Linked DNA regions of Mus musculus: region 2 is linked to region 1. The links are chromatin contacts, called in public Hi-C maps. All regions are on one chromosome and are shown on one strand. The core of a region is the stretch at or near the end of the contact, and the rest is flanking DNA. Distances in the headings are between cores, read along the strand shown.

What was found. Hi-C and Micro-C count contacts between places; a contact is called where the count stands out from the background.
Region 2: a contact with region 1 is called in a Hi-C map of embryonic fibroblasts, with 2.1 times the contacts expected there. The contact joins two enhancer-like sites. A contact is called at or near these places in 2 of 15 datasets of contacts at CTCF or cohesin (large pre-B cells and pro-B cells), 49 of 484 Hi-C or Micro-C datasets (the AML12 cell line, B cells, the C2C12 cell line and 30 more), 5 of 115 datasets of contacts at active chromatin or transcription factors (bone marrow-derived dendritic cells, double positive thymocytes, embryonic stem cells and 2 more) and 1 of 9 other capture datasets (embryonic stem cells).

The regions. Positions count from the first base shown.
Region 1 is chr9:37,043,591-37,051,102 of GRCm38.p6, reverse strand. The region is part of intron 2 of Pknox2 (Pbx/knotted 1 homeobox 2); the gene reads left to right. Gm34538 (a long non-coding RNA gene) reads right to left here. Exons shown (of 7, transcript XR_003948122.1): 3 at 1,833-2,256. Among named protein-coding and RNA genes, the nearest start is that of Gm34538, 10 kb to the right of the region's middle. Within about 2 kb of position 3,857, at least 39 of the 459 cell types and tissues checked have an H3K27ac peak or open chromatin away from gene starts, as enhancers often do. A contact at or near this core is called in the C2C12 cell line and embryonic fibroblasts, where this site is marked.
Region 2 is chr9:37,227,071-37,233,848 of GRCm38.p6, reverse strand. It overlaps Slc37a2 (solute carrier family 37 (glycerol-3-phosphate transporter), member 2), which reads left to right. Exons shown (of 19, transcript NM_001145960.1): 15 at 1-7; 16 at 132-229; 17 at 475-539; 18 at 740-796; 19 at 2,193-4,700. The coding sequence ends at 770. Among named protein-coding and RNA genes, the nearest start is that of Tmem218, 22 kb to the right of the region's middle. Within about 2 kb of position 1,443, at least 64 of the 459 cell types and tissues checked have an H3K27ac peak or open chromatin away from gene starts, as enhancers often do. A contact at or near this core is called in the C2C12 cell line and embryonic fibroblasts, where this site is marked.

The DNA.
Region 1 (7,512 bases), core at 2,608-5,107:
GACCTTCCACATCCATCATTAATCAAGAAAACGTCCCACAGGCTCGCCAACAGGCCAGTCTTATTGAGGCAATTTCTCAATCGAGGTCCTCTCTTCCTAGATGATTCTAGCTTATATCAAGTTAACAAAAGTGAAGAAATAAAACCAACCAAGAAGTGAAGAACAAATAGGGGAAAATAGACAACTCCAGAAAAGTCTAGGTTGTATCAGGTTCTGCAAAGCTTTTTTTTTTTTTTTTTCGAGACAGGGTTTCTCTTTGTAGCCCTGGCTGTCCTGGAACTCACTCTGTAGACCAGACTGGCCTCAAACTCAGAAATTCGCCTGCCTCTGCCTCCTGAGTGCTGGGATTAAAGGAGTGCGCCACCACACCCGGCTTTTGCCTTTTGGCTTTTCTGTATTTGAGAAAGGAGCTGTTTTGGAGCCCTTGGTGGTAAAACATTTTATCCCCCGCAATGTGTCAGGACTGAAGTTATTCTCCTAGTGTCTGATACAGTCATCAGGCACTTCGCAGACCTGGGCCAAAGTCCTAACTCAACATCTCTCCGGCTATCTCATTTCTTTCTTACTTCATCTAAAACTGTCAAAACACCAGAGGGATGCTTATGTGTTGTGTCTGGAGTACCAAATGTCCCCATGTGCTTGTATGTGTGTTCCTGTGTGATTGTGGATTTCACTCTTGTCCTGGGATGGTACCCTTAGGAATCAAGAGATGGGTTCAGAAGGATACACTGGTCCTGGAGGCATGATGGGAAAGGACTTGTGATGGTAGCTGGTCCTTCTTAGGTACTCATGCCCATTATTTGGTGAGAACTTCTCCTTCCCTTTCAAGATGGGCGGGGCTCTTTCAGTTGTGAGAAAGAAGGGTCTGCGTAGAGGAATCCTCCAGTCTCCAAACAGGGGTGATTACACACTCGGCTCTTTTCACTGAAAGGGACAGCCTAACTTATGCTGGTAACTGGGAGAAGAGATACCAACTCCAAATATCTCTTAGGGCCTGAGCCACAGCTCGGTGTCCACTACAGTGAGATTCCCTACCCAGCTTCTTGAAGAAGGGAGCTTGAGTGTGTGAGCATGTGTGTGTCACCTTCTCTGATTTATAGATACGTGAGTGAATCAGTAGGCACAGGAGGAAGAGTGGGTAGGGGTACGGAATTGCCTGAGATCAGAGGCCTCATTAGGAGAAGGACCTAATCAGCATTATTTATGAAGGTGTTCCGGGTAGGAATCTGGCAAGTGGTGTGTGAGTGTGTGTGTGTCTGTATTTGGGGGTGGCGAGGCTCTGTCTGAGATGGAGAGAGAAAAGGACAGAATACTTTAAAGCCTAAGGGTCCGAGAGCTGTTAAGTCTTAGAACTTACTCAAAACTGCTCTTGTTTGATTCTCTGGACCCAACCCAGAGTCTCTGAGGTGAAATGGGGAGTGAGGACATGGTGAGGCATTCAGGTTCCTATGCCTACGTGGTTCTGATAGCTTGGGACCCCACACACAGTAGCCACAGTTAAGGAGCATGCTTTAATCCAGTCTCCCTTCTTCACTGCCTGCTGCTTTGGAGGCCATGTGCTGTGCGAGCCACATTGAGACCGTGGAAGGAGTTCTGATATAGGGAGAGTTTGGACCTTCTGGAACGCAAGGTTTGCCCGTGTGAAATGAAAGTTTGACTCAGTGGTCCAAGGTGTGTGGGAAAGAGCTTCAGTAAGAAATGCAGACATTGATGTTTGCTCACCAGCTTCTGCAGACTAGAGCAGGGGCAGAAGCTGGCCCTGTACCCAGGTCAGCACTGGCTCATGGTGATAGGACAGCTTATAAAATGTATTCAGCTTTAGACTAAAATACCTGTGAGGGCAGAGGGGCCTCCTGGCTGCATGTGACAAAAAAGTCTCTTGCTTGGAGGAGTCCTCAGTTCGGTGTGGATCTAACATGTTCAAGACCTGGGCAGGCATTTTAAATGTACAACTTGGCTGCATCATCTCAGGACTTCGTGGTCTTCTTGGGGCAGGGCTGGAGGGCAGGAAATGGCCTCTGGTTCCATCAGTCACTCTGGCACCAGAAATCCAACAGCAGTAGCTTTCCAGAGGGGAGCTAGGGGTGGAGGCAGTTTCACAGCAGGTGTCACAGGAGGGGGGGGGGCAGGGGCTACTGTCCTTGTTCTCTTTGTGACCCAAATGCTGCTAAAGCTGGTCCCAGGCACAGTGACCGCCAAGTGCCCCCATGGGAGGAGAAGGATGAAAGAGATGGGAAATTCTCGTAAATTTTTAATCTGAAAAATAAAGAAAGTGTGAATTAGAATTAATGCAGGTATTAAATATTTAAAGTTTCTGTACTCACTTTCATTTTTAACATATTCCTCGCTCAAAAGCCTCCATAACGCTTGTCAGATTTGTTCTCAAGATGTCCCCGGCTCTCCACCTCCCCCCAGGCCCAGCCCCAAAGTTCGAATTCAGGTATTCATCATCTTGATGGAAATTTTCATTTTATTTCTCCTACAGGAACCATCTGATCTCTCTCTCTCTTTATATTTATGCTTTCTCTATATGGCAGCATAAATAATTAATGCCATTATAAACACATCCTATGCAAAATATTTATTAGAAAAAATAACTCTTTAATTTGGCATGTCATTTAATTCCAATCATAGCATACAGGCTACAATTAAAGGCAGGGCTGGGAATCCAGCCTGACTGCTAACACTTGCACAGGTAAAACAAAATCTCCCACACTGAAGACCCTTGGACTTTTGATTGTTTTTTTTTTGTTTGTTTGTTTGGTTGGTTGGTTTTTTAAGCTTGTATTCATTTGAATGATGGAAGCTGGTGGCTTCAATTATCCAGTGGGAGTGGGGCTGAAAGTGAGTGCGTGGAAACAAGGCAGGGATTCACGTCAGTCTTCTCTAGAATGGCAGGCAGGGCTGTTGTGGGTCCGTTCAGTACTTGGTGGCATGCATCTGAAAGGCTGCTGAACATTCAGACTTGGGCCCTTTGGTACACCTTCACAGGACCAGATCATATAGTTGGAATCCTAATGGGTCCTCACAAAGGCCTGGTGCGATCAAAAAGAGTTTCCTAGAGTTGGGTTTCATGCATGTATTCATTTAACAAATATTTATGGCGTGTTCTACGTGTGCTGGGCGTTGTGGTAAGTACTGAAAATGTAACAATAAATAAGATGGGGGGTGGAAGTGAGAATATGCAGTTCCTGAATATTTTACCATTGCCTCTGTTCAGCCGCCCTTTTCAGCCGAACACACTTCCTGTCTATCTTCAGGAATCTATTAGTGCGGCTCCACCCCCAGGTTTTAAGAAATCATGGCTAATATTTGAGTAACTCAGTGTTCCTAGTTTTATGGATTCCCATGGGCCACAACCTCGCCAATAACACTACAGCTACCACCACCCACTCCTCCCTGGGAAGGATCCTGAAAACCATGTGACTCTATCCACATTCCTCTCTCCTGGCTGCAGTGTGGTCCTCCCTCTGCAGTTAGGGGAAGTTTCTTTGGGAAAACGGTTGAATCTACCATGACATATTTCACCATGAGTCACCTCCAGGGCCCAGACTCTGAAGGTTTGATTTCAGTTTTAAAATGGCATTTTCTGCCCTTTCCTCCCTTTAACTATCTTCTGTCAGTGTCCCCAGACCTGACATCATCCAGTGTGTATTCTCAATCTTAAAAGCCATCCATCTACTTGTGGCCCAGATTCTTGATAATTTTTTCATGTGGCAGAGACTAATGAGGAACAACTCATGGCTTGAAAAAAAAAAAGTCTTTTACAGCTAACACGTTGCCAGTCTGTTATAACTTCACTGAGGATGAAATTAAAACAAATGGTGAGTCTCATGTCTCCAAAAATAAGATAATGGGAAGAAATGTGGAACTCGAAACTAGCACCTTGTTCCTTCCGGGTCGTGGACTTATGGAGCAGGGCCAATGTCTACTTCACTGTTGCTCTCTCTCTCTCTCTCTCTCTCTCTCTCTCTCTCTCTCTCTCTCTCTCTCTCTCTCTCTCCTCCTTCCTTCCTTCCTTTCCTCCCTCCTCATCCTTTTCCTCCTCCTCTCCCTCCTCCTCCTTTTCTTCTTCCTTCTTCTATTGAGACAAGATCTCACTGTGGCCTTGATCTCAGAGATATACCTGCCCCTACCTCATGATCAAAAGCCTGCATCTTTACAACTCTTCCAGGGCTGGCTCCTTACATAGCTGAGGGTGACCTTGAACTTTTTTATCCTCTTGCCTCTACCTCTCAAGTGCTAGGATTATAGGTAGCTGTATTACCATGCCTGTCTATTGCCGAGAGAGGTTGATGTTTGACCTGAGAGGTCTTCATGTATATCAGGTACCATCACTTGGTTGGAACCAAAGATGCTTGGCTTCAGCTTAGGTGACACCTAAGATTCTTCAGGGATCATGTCTATGGCTCCACCTCTGAGCCTTTCAGGGGAGCTGATGATCCTATCTAGGGATTTGTAGCCCTTGCCATTTCCTGTTTATCGGGACAGCCACAAGACTAGGTCCTGCCCAGGATCTAGGATGTATTCTGACCTCCTTTATTAAGAAGGTGGTCAAGAGCTCTGTATTAGTCTTCTTGGCCATTTTCCTCTGCTTTCAAAAGCTATGCTTCTGCCTTACTTTTAAGACCAAGATGCCATTTGTACACTATTTTAATATGATAAGACATTTAGAATCATTCTCTGGGGTCCAAAGAGATAGATATGCCTCATCAGTCAGGCATGCCAATTGCTCTATCAGAGGACTGGATTTTGGATCCTGACACCCACATCAGAGAGCTTATACGTGAAAGTCTAGCTCCAAAAGATACATGTCCTCCACTGGCACCCACATACATATTATGCATCCACATACACAGAGGCACATACACATAAATTAAAAACAGACAAACTGTGCCAAACCAGAATAGTGCCTGGACACAGTCCTTGATAATTCTTTCTTTATTGGATCTCCTTGGCCTTTGTTGCTCTGTCACTGTATGAGTCAGCCTCCATCCAAGTCAGAGCACTAATGTGGTTCTGCTCCCAGCCACTGCTCCATTCACTCATTCACTCTGTATTGAGGAGGTAACCACATCTCAGGACACTGTGCTGGGCACTTGGGTTTCAGGGCAGACTGAGCCCCTTCTTTCCAGAGGTTCTGATTTCCATTCTGTTAAGCTTTTCAGTGAGTGTCACGTTAGCTATAAACTGATGGTGTGTTTAAGAAACAGGAATATAAGCCTTATAAAAAAGTGCTGCCTCTGTGGGACTCTTTTCAGCTCATAGCTCAAGGCTGTTTCTGACTCTGCTTAGTACTCAGCCGAGAAATGACCTAACTCAAAAGGATCCATGGTGAGGCCTGATCTCTGATAGGAAGCCACCTCTGCCCCATCCTCTGTGACAAATGCAAGTTCATGTCTTTTGGCTTGGTTAATAAAACCTGCTCTTGCTTTTCCTAATGTCCAGTGCCTGGAGTGGCAGGGCCATAGCCGGTAAGTGTTACAGTGACAAACCAGAGAACATCATCAGCCTGGAGCCACCAAGCACCTTTTATTGAACTCGACAAATATCCAATAACCCAGGCCTCTGGCATCTTCTCCTGGAATATTTGATACAAACTGAATGGAGGCTTGAAGGGAGGGGCCTTTCAAATACAGAAAAATGTTGTACCTCTGAGTCTCAAAGAACAGAATGGTATAAGGACAGTTATGGAGGTCCTTTTTGTAAGCCTGACTCAATATGATCGATTCTGAATATTTAAGTACTTGATCTAATGGATGAATAAAAGTAAAAAATCTAAACAACCAGTTATTAATTACCTAGGTCAGCCCATGCACACATGATTTTAGGGAATATTCATCTCAACTCAGGTGGAGTCTGTTGTCCCAGTTTAACAGCTTAGGTGACTGACACACAGTGAGGAGACAATCAGGGTTTAAGCTCAGACCTTTCCTTTGTGTCTCTTGTTCCTTTGACTGTTCTTTTTCTCTGGTGAATGCCCTTTCTCCACAATGAAGAGGATCTAGGCCTTGTTCTCCAACGGAACTAGAGCAAGCATTAAAGAGACTGGTTTTAAGCTTAAATTCTGTCAAGTTAAAAAGGATGCAGAGATAACTCAGATTTTCTTCGCAAGGCATTCCTTATTGTTCCCCAATAAGTGCCTTCAGTATGGGGCCTTGGATACTCAGCAAAGAGCAATGAAGAATCCAATGCTCTGGAAACAGTTTCCAGGAGTGAGGGATTGGGCTACTTCTGTGGCCTTCTGCTTCTCTGTTTCTTCAGTCTGACCCCAGTAAGGTTGGGAACCTTTATGAGAGGCCAAGCCAAAGGTCCTAGACGTCATTGCCCATCACGTACATGCTATAGTCTTAGATATGAGACTCTGCAGCCTGTCTGCCTGAAAGCACACCCAGCATCTCAGGAGCCCAGATGAAAGGCAGTAGGAAAGCCAGGAGACAGCCAATAAAGTGGGCAGATTCCCCAGATGGGGCTCAGGCCACTGTGGGTGTTTACCTTGATAGCCCAGTGTGCTTCTTGACACTTGAAGTTCTCCCAAAGGCCCAGGGGAGGAGCTGAAAATATCCCAGGCAATATGAAAATGAATAAGGGCTCAGCAAACAGAGCCCAGCTTCTGAGCAAACAACTGAAAAGGCAGGCAGGCAGGTGAAGCAAGGAGAGTGGAGGCTGCTAAAGGAGAGCTCTCAACAGGAAGAGTTGAGGGAATGCAAGTCAGGACATGATGTGGCTCCCATTGTCCTTTGTCCAAGATGCCCTTTCTGCCAAGAGAGACACAAAGGAAATAATTCTCAGCCTTGGGATAGATAGAGAAATGTTGACAGAAAGTACCTCGTGATCTATTTTTTTTTTCCATTTTATTTTACAGATAAGATCATATGTGACCCAGGTAGTCTAGAATGTTCTCTGAGTTGGAGATGACTTAGAAGGGATCTGCCTAGCCTCTGCCTTTTAAGAACTAGGATTGCAGATGTGTGCTATCATTACCTGGCTTTTTCTACCATATTTCTGCAACAGAAAGGAATTTGGAAGCAAGAAAGACATAAGCACTGTGCCTTCCTATGAATTGGGAGGACTGTCTAAACCTAATTGTCACTATATGACTTTGAGTAGGTACATCTCTTAGGGGAGGATGTTCTATAGACTCCCAGGGTTGTAGCAGCCCAAACTTACCCCACCTGGATCTACTTCCTTACTAGAACTGAGAGTTGGACACTCATTTGGGGCTGTATGCTTTCACAATGCTAGTCCCAGGCACTGCTCCATGGGGCAGCGTTTCATAAAACCATGACTTTCTGTTTGCTTGTGTTTCTTCCTGTTGTCTTTTTTATTATTATTTTATCAAAATAGCAATCATACTGTACAGCATTCACTGCTCTGGGAATGTAGACAGGGCTTTGTGAGCAAGCCACACAGCATGGGATAGACTGTAGGCTGTAGCAAAGAGGCTTTGAGCCAGATCTGGCCAGAGACCTCGTGGGTGGTGGTCCTCCTGGCTGCTCTCTTGGCTGCTAA
Region 2 (6,778 bases), core at 194-2,693, 190 kb before region 1:
TCCATAGGTTTGTTACTGGTTTGGGCTCCTGGCAGCTGAACCCCTGCCTTGTTATGGGTGGACCCCCTGTGCACCACCGAAGGTGGTGGGGGAAGGTGTGTATGTTTCTTTCATGAGACTGTTCTGTATAGGTGCGGCTCTGGGGCCCCTACTGGCCGGGCTCATTTCCCCGACAGGCTGGAACAATGTGTTCTACATGCTCATCTCTGCCGACGTCTTGGCTTGCTTGGTAAGAGTTCTTGGGCTACACAGATGTCAGTTGGGGAATGCTTTATGTGTACAGACTGGAACTCTGGTATAAAGCAAGCACTGGGACTCCTGGGGTGGAGAGAATGGCAGCTGCCCTTTGCTCAGAATTACTTCCTCCTGTGAGGAGTGCTCTTCCACTAACTTCTCAGCCACCTGTCCCATGGATCAGCTGAGCCTGGAAGCTCACAGTGTCTTCCCTTCCCTTTCTACCTCGAACCCCCACAGCTCCTCTGCAGGTTGGTGTACAAAGAGATCCTGGCCTGGAAGACGGCCTGCGGCAGAAGCAGTGGGTGAGTTTCCTACAGTGGAAGCCATTCTCCTAACCTCACTTCTAGGACTCAAGCCAGGGCTCAGTTACTCCATGCCGAGTCTGTGCTGGTCCACTGTGGGCCTCAGGAACCCTGAAGCAGCGCCCCTTGATGTGCTGTTGGACCCCATCCCACTCCGGAACTACTAACCTTGCCTCTGTTGTCCCCGTGTGTCTCCATAGCTCTAGTCTGGCCCTAACCCACCCGCGATAGTATTTTCCTCAAGTCCCATGACTTTTGTGAGTATTTTCTTCAAGTATGACTAATACGCCATCGGAATGTGGGCTGCATGGGAATCCGCTCCTCTCCTGCGTGTGATTTCCCTCCTGCCCGCCAGCTTTCTCTGTTTCCTTGGGAGCCATACCTGGAGATTCAAGCTAGTCAGAGCACGGTGCTTGGGACCTATTTCTCAGGGGATCTGAGATGCTACAGAGGGCTTTGAACACACCCGCAGGGCAAAGGGGCCAGAGATCTGGAATCTTTTCTTCTCTGAACTGAGGCAGAGCTGCAGATGCCTCCTAAATGTCAGAAATCATCTGACCCCTTTGCCTGGGCTGTGTAGAAAAGGGCAACTACCAATCAAAGCCTCCGGAACAAATTGCAAACAGTGCTTAATCCGGTGTGGTTTCTGCCTGGTGTCCAGAGGTGGTGGGTGTGGGAGTCGCAGAGGTCAGTGACTGAGTCAGAGGCTGAGGTGCTGGTGACTGGGTGACTGTCCCTGGGGCCTTTCTGGCTCTTCAGGCAGAAGCGTCTTACTAAGAAAAGGAGCTGGCAAAGCCTGGACCTGGGCTGGATGGTAAATGTGAAGAACCATCTCCTGGGGTCATGGTAGCCCACACGGTCTGGGGAAGCGCTTGCACTTTAAGAAGCGTCACACAGGCAGGGAAGCAGGAAGCAGGGGTGCATGTGCAGGCATTCACAGGGTCTGCCCCGCCCCGCCCTGCCCTGCTCTGGAGGACGGGAGCAGGGGACTGGACAGCATGAGTTTTCTCTGTTCACCTACATTCTCTGGGCTAGGCTTGAAGGGAGCCAGGAAGAGAAAGAAAAGCAGAAAGGGAGAAAAGTATGTAGTGATCTGGAGTGGAGGCCAGGCTCACCTCCCTGTGGCTCACCTCTTAGCCTCCTTGAGAGGCAGGTATTCTCATTTGAAGTGAGGAGCCAGTCCTGGCAGAACCTAAAGCGGAACCCAGGTTTGTGGAGGTAGCTTGTCTTTCTGGGCACTGCAGCTCTCCCAGGCTGGTTCTTCCTGGCAGGCCCATTAAGAAATGGCTGGGACAAGGAGAGCTCTAGGCTGAGAACCTGAAGTCCCTGAGGTTCTTGGTTTCTCTGTACACTCACCTCTATCTAAGACCTTGGCAGACTCCTCAGGCTCTGCATCATTGAACATAATGGGGGTGTTTTCCTCAAATGCCTGTCAGGGTTGGTCTGAGGCACAGAGAGAATGAGATAGGGAGTGATGCTTTTTGTGAAGTGGCCAAATGTGGCAGAAACACTTTGTTTCCCATATTATTCTGGCTTGTTAGTGCCTGCCCAACAAGTAAAGGGGAACCCTAATTACGAACAGTAGACATGAAAGGCAGAAGCTTATTAAGTTGTGGCTTACTTTCTCTTCCATCCCACCCTCTGTTCATGCAGGTACAAACAAATTTGAGGCCTCAATTGGAAGAGCAACATGGGCCACCCCTGCTGGGTACCCAACTTATGAGCAAGAGAATGGAAGCTTCCATCACAGGGAGAGGCAAAGCCTCCTGATCTAACTGGTCTAGCCCCAAGCTACATTGCCACTAAGGAAGGGTACAGAAAACTCTATGGGAAGGGGCTGCTGAGCACCAAGCATGGGAACATGGCAGACTTCAAGGCCTGAGCTCTGGGAACTGCAATCAGAAGGAATGGGCTGAAAGCAGAAAGGAAGGACAGGTTCAGACTCTTGCTTGTTTGGATTCCAAGGCCTGGAAAAGGTGCATCTCTCCTTCCCATGTTAAATTATAAACCTCTGTAATTATCCTGTACCTATGAGGGATTTCACCTTGTTTCAAAGGTGCTGGGCCTCTCTCTCTCTCTGTTTCTGTCTCTGTGTCTGTCTCTGTCTATGAACTATTCTTTCTGTATTTCTCCAAGTAGGACCCTGTTGATCTATCCTCCACTCGATCCTGTTGATAACTCAGCCACTTTGAAGCATTAGTGCTGCCTTTGCAGAGTCAAGGCTTGGATGGGGTACGGGAGCTGTCATAAGTACTAAATGTAGGGGAACTTGCTCTCGGGCTCTTGACCGTGTCCACCCTCAGAGCCCAGTACCTTCCTTGCCTCACTCTTAAGATGCCTCAGTGGATGAAGACATCAGGGTCAGTTTGGTGAAGACTAAGGTGTTGTATACAACTGCAAATGCCAGTGTGAATTAAGCACTGGGTGCTCAAGTCATGACAGCTGTCCTTTAAGAACAAACAGGAAGTGGCTATGGGAAGAACTTAACCCTGAACATAGGTGCCAAGTTTAGCAAGAAATGAAGATACCACTGGAAACATCTGCGTAACTGCTACTGAGCAGTTGCTAGGAGACACCTTGCAGCCACCCTCTGCCTGGTGTTCTGATGCCCCTTCCTTCCGCTCTTGAGTCCTGGTTCACGACATGCCAGGCTGACTCCTGGCATTTCCGCCTGACCTCTAAGCTGCCCATCAGCACCAATACAGATTTCCTTTGCCAACTGTGCCACTGCTTATCCTTGGTAGGGCCTGGCATAGCAGCAGCCATGGGGCTCGTGAGGGGCAGTAAAGCATTGTCACATGAACAACAAAGATTGGTGTTCTGGGGCTGCGACAGCTGTCTTTCCCAGAGGGCATTGCTCATGACATTGATAACACTGTGCAATCCAGCAGGAGCCTAGACCCCCATACAAGATACATCCATTGCATTTACTAGGATGTTGTGTCAGTCAGTGTGTTAGCTAGATACACTGGCCTCAGCAATAAAATATAAAGCTCACTTGCCTGGTTCTCACTTTAGTCCTGCAGGAAGCAGTCAGTCAGGCACATCTTATCCTCAGGACCTGGTACAGGGCAGGGGCTGGCACATGGTAGTCTGCTCAGTGTTCACAAATCCCTCAAGACCAGAAAGACTGACCTTATGTGGAAAGGACAGACTTTAAGGCAAAGCTGTGTTACTTCTGTAGGCCACTAGATGGTGATAGCATCCCGTAGTAGAGTCCAGGGCAGGCAGGGTTGCTATTCCTTCCTCTGCAGAGAAGGAAGACTCTGCTTTCCTGACACAGCCTCTTGAGAGATCAGTGTGGGAGGAGTGGTTCTAGGAGGTCTTCTCTATCTCAGCCTCATTACTTACCACATTCTTCCTGTCTCCTCATCTACACAGGGGAATAACATTGCTCAAGGCATGGGACTGGTGTGAAGGGAGATAAGTGTTAGTCACACTTGCTGCTCTTGTCTCCTTTGCAGAGAAGACAGACTATGAAAATAGAAACAACACAAGCTACAAAGCAATGACCTCAGTTGAGGGCTACATCATTCATTAGTTCAGACCTGATGCGACAGGACTGGTGGGCAGGGCCAGTAGGGGCGATCCTGGTGGCTTCACGTGTGACAGTATTTGAAGGAAGAATCCAAGGGCCTTGGATGATCAATATGAAAAGGCAGTGAGAAGCAGAAGACAGAAGAAGCTAATATAAATCTTGTCATGCTGTCCTATGCTGGGATAAGGACCAGAGCATGGACACACGCACACATGCACTCCAGGCAGGCAAGAGAGTCATTAGAAAGCTTCAAAAGATTTGTGAGAGCCCAGAGCCAGGCTTCAAAAATGAAGGCTTAGGCTGGAGGTGTAAGAAGAGGGTTGGAGAAAACCCCAAAGGCTGAGGATCACCACCCCCATGGACCGTTCTGCACTCGCTTGCCAGGCCAGGTTCTCTGCACCCTCCTCATCCCCCCAACACGCCAGCTCTGCGCACAGTTTGTTCACTAGAGGCCTGGTACCTGTCTTCTCTCAGGCCTCTGCACTCACACGGGGCTAATGCAGGAACATTACCTTAATTAGTTATTCATTTAATTTAACTTCACATTTGGTCTCAATTAAGCTTAAAATGTTCTTCCTTATAGATGCTACAATAGCACGTGTAATTAAAAGGCAATAACTCTTTGTGTTTCTCCTTTAGAGACCCACTGGGAGGCTGGGCTAGTGTGTATGAGGAGTGGCAGGTGGGAAGTAGCTGGAAGGGAAAGAGCCTCTTGTAGAGCTGAGAATTTTAAGGCTTCACTGAAGGAGTGAGGAAGGACCTAAACATGGGACCAGACAGAGGGTGGGGAGGGCCGCTGCAGGGAGCCATGAGACCTAGACAAAGCAACCGACCTTGTCCACGAGGCTATGGGAATAAGGGAGGTTTGGGGGTGGAAGGAGGCCATCCTTACAGCTAAGAAATGGAACCCTATATCCTGTAGAAGGTGTAATGCCTCCCCCCCCCCAGACTGTCTACACCCTAATTCTTAGATCCCATAAATATATTGTGCTACATGATAAACGAGACTTCTTGAGATGGGTTGTCAACTGAGCCCAGGATAACTACAAGGCTCTCATGAATGACAGTGAGGCAGGGGTGGAAAACAGTGGAAGATGTTACATTGCTGATTTCTGAATGCAGAAAGGGCTCATCAACCCTGGAATGTGAGGGACTTCTAGAAGCTAAAGAATGCAAATAGGTCCTCCCCTAGAATCTCTCCTACAGTATTGTCCTTAGCCCTGTGAGACAGTAAGATAATACATGTGCATTGTTCTAAGCCATGTGAAGTTTGTAATGTTTTACAGCAGCAATAGCAAACTCATACGCATCATTAGTGCAAAACAGGCATGACCGACTTACAGTCAGAAGCATAGAAAAACTGGAGCTCCCAGTGCTGGGAAGCTGGCTCAGTGGGTAAAATGCTTGCCGGGTAAGCATGAGGACCCGAGTTTGACTCCCAGAACACGCTCGAAGAAGAAAAGTATGGGGGCAAGTTAATTGTCCAGCACTCGAGAGGCAGAAACAGGAAGATAGTAAGCTCCAGACAGTGAGAATTTACCTAAGACAAACAAAAATCAAGATGGATGGCATCTGACAATGACACCTGAGGTTAACTTATGGCCTCCACATGCATACATATCCACCAGGCATGTGCACGTGCATGAGCCAAAAACCTCAAAGATTAACAGGTATACAGGGGTGGCCACATAGCACCGAGTACAGCAGCATCCTTACCATCCTTTTAGAAATAACTCTAAAGGGGATGTGCCCTCTTTTGGCTGCTGCACAGTGCCCCAATCAGAGCTCATCAATGACATCATCTTTAAGTATACTTCAACTACTTTAACCCCCACTCCTGCCCAATTCCAGGCTTCCTCCCCACAATCAACAGCTCCTTCTAGGGGTTTCTCTCAAGTGGATCTGTGTGGCCTGAATTTGGTCCCTTTAATCCTGTTTGTACCTTACAGACACATAGTGTAATATAAGTGTTAGGAGCTTGAACACTGAGCCAAACTGCTTCACTTCCAACCTTGACTCCTGAATCCCCCTGTTGAATGATTCCCCCAGTCTGTACCTGTTGTATCAAGTGGAGACACAAACAAGACCCACTTAATAGATCTGATACATGGTGACATAAGCGTTTACAGTGCGCTTTGAGAATACCTGGCATCTTTGCTGCACGTAATAAAGACTGTCTTGTCTGCACGTATGACATATGCTTATTCCCAGGCTTGGGGTTGGGGTTAAAGGGTCAGTTCTATCAGCTATAAAAAGTCCTTTCCAGTCCTAAACTGTCACATTCCACTCAGGGTAATCAACAAGTTTCCAGATTATTTTCTGTATCTAATTCTCGCATCTGGTTAAGCCAATGGCTGGACTGACACATTTATCATTTGTTCTTATCAGTGTTAGTAGTTCTAAAGAATTTTTACCTTTACAGATATGAGTGAGAGAAATGGTGAGTGCAAACAGCTAACCAGTGGAAAACTAAGGAGTTGCTTGAAAGCAAAAGTTGATCTTTAAGGTATGAGATGAAAATGAATGGAAGAGGAGTTAGTGCTGGCGCTTCAAGTCTGAGAGGCACTACTACTGTGAACTTGCAACCCCGTCTTTTCCTCTGCCTGTTTCCCATCTGTGAAATAACAGCACATTTCTTTGCACGCTGGGAATCAAATAGAAACACCTTGCTTCTTCAGCGATGGGACTGAGTTGATAGGAA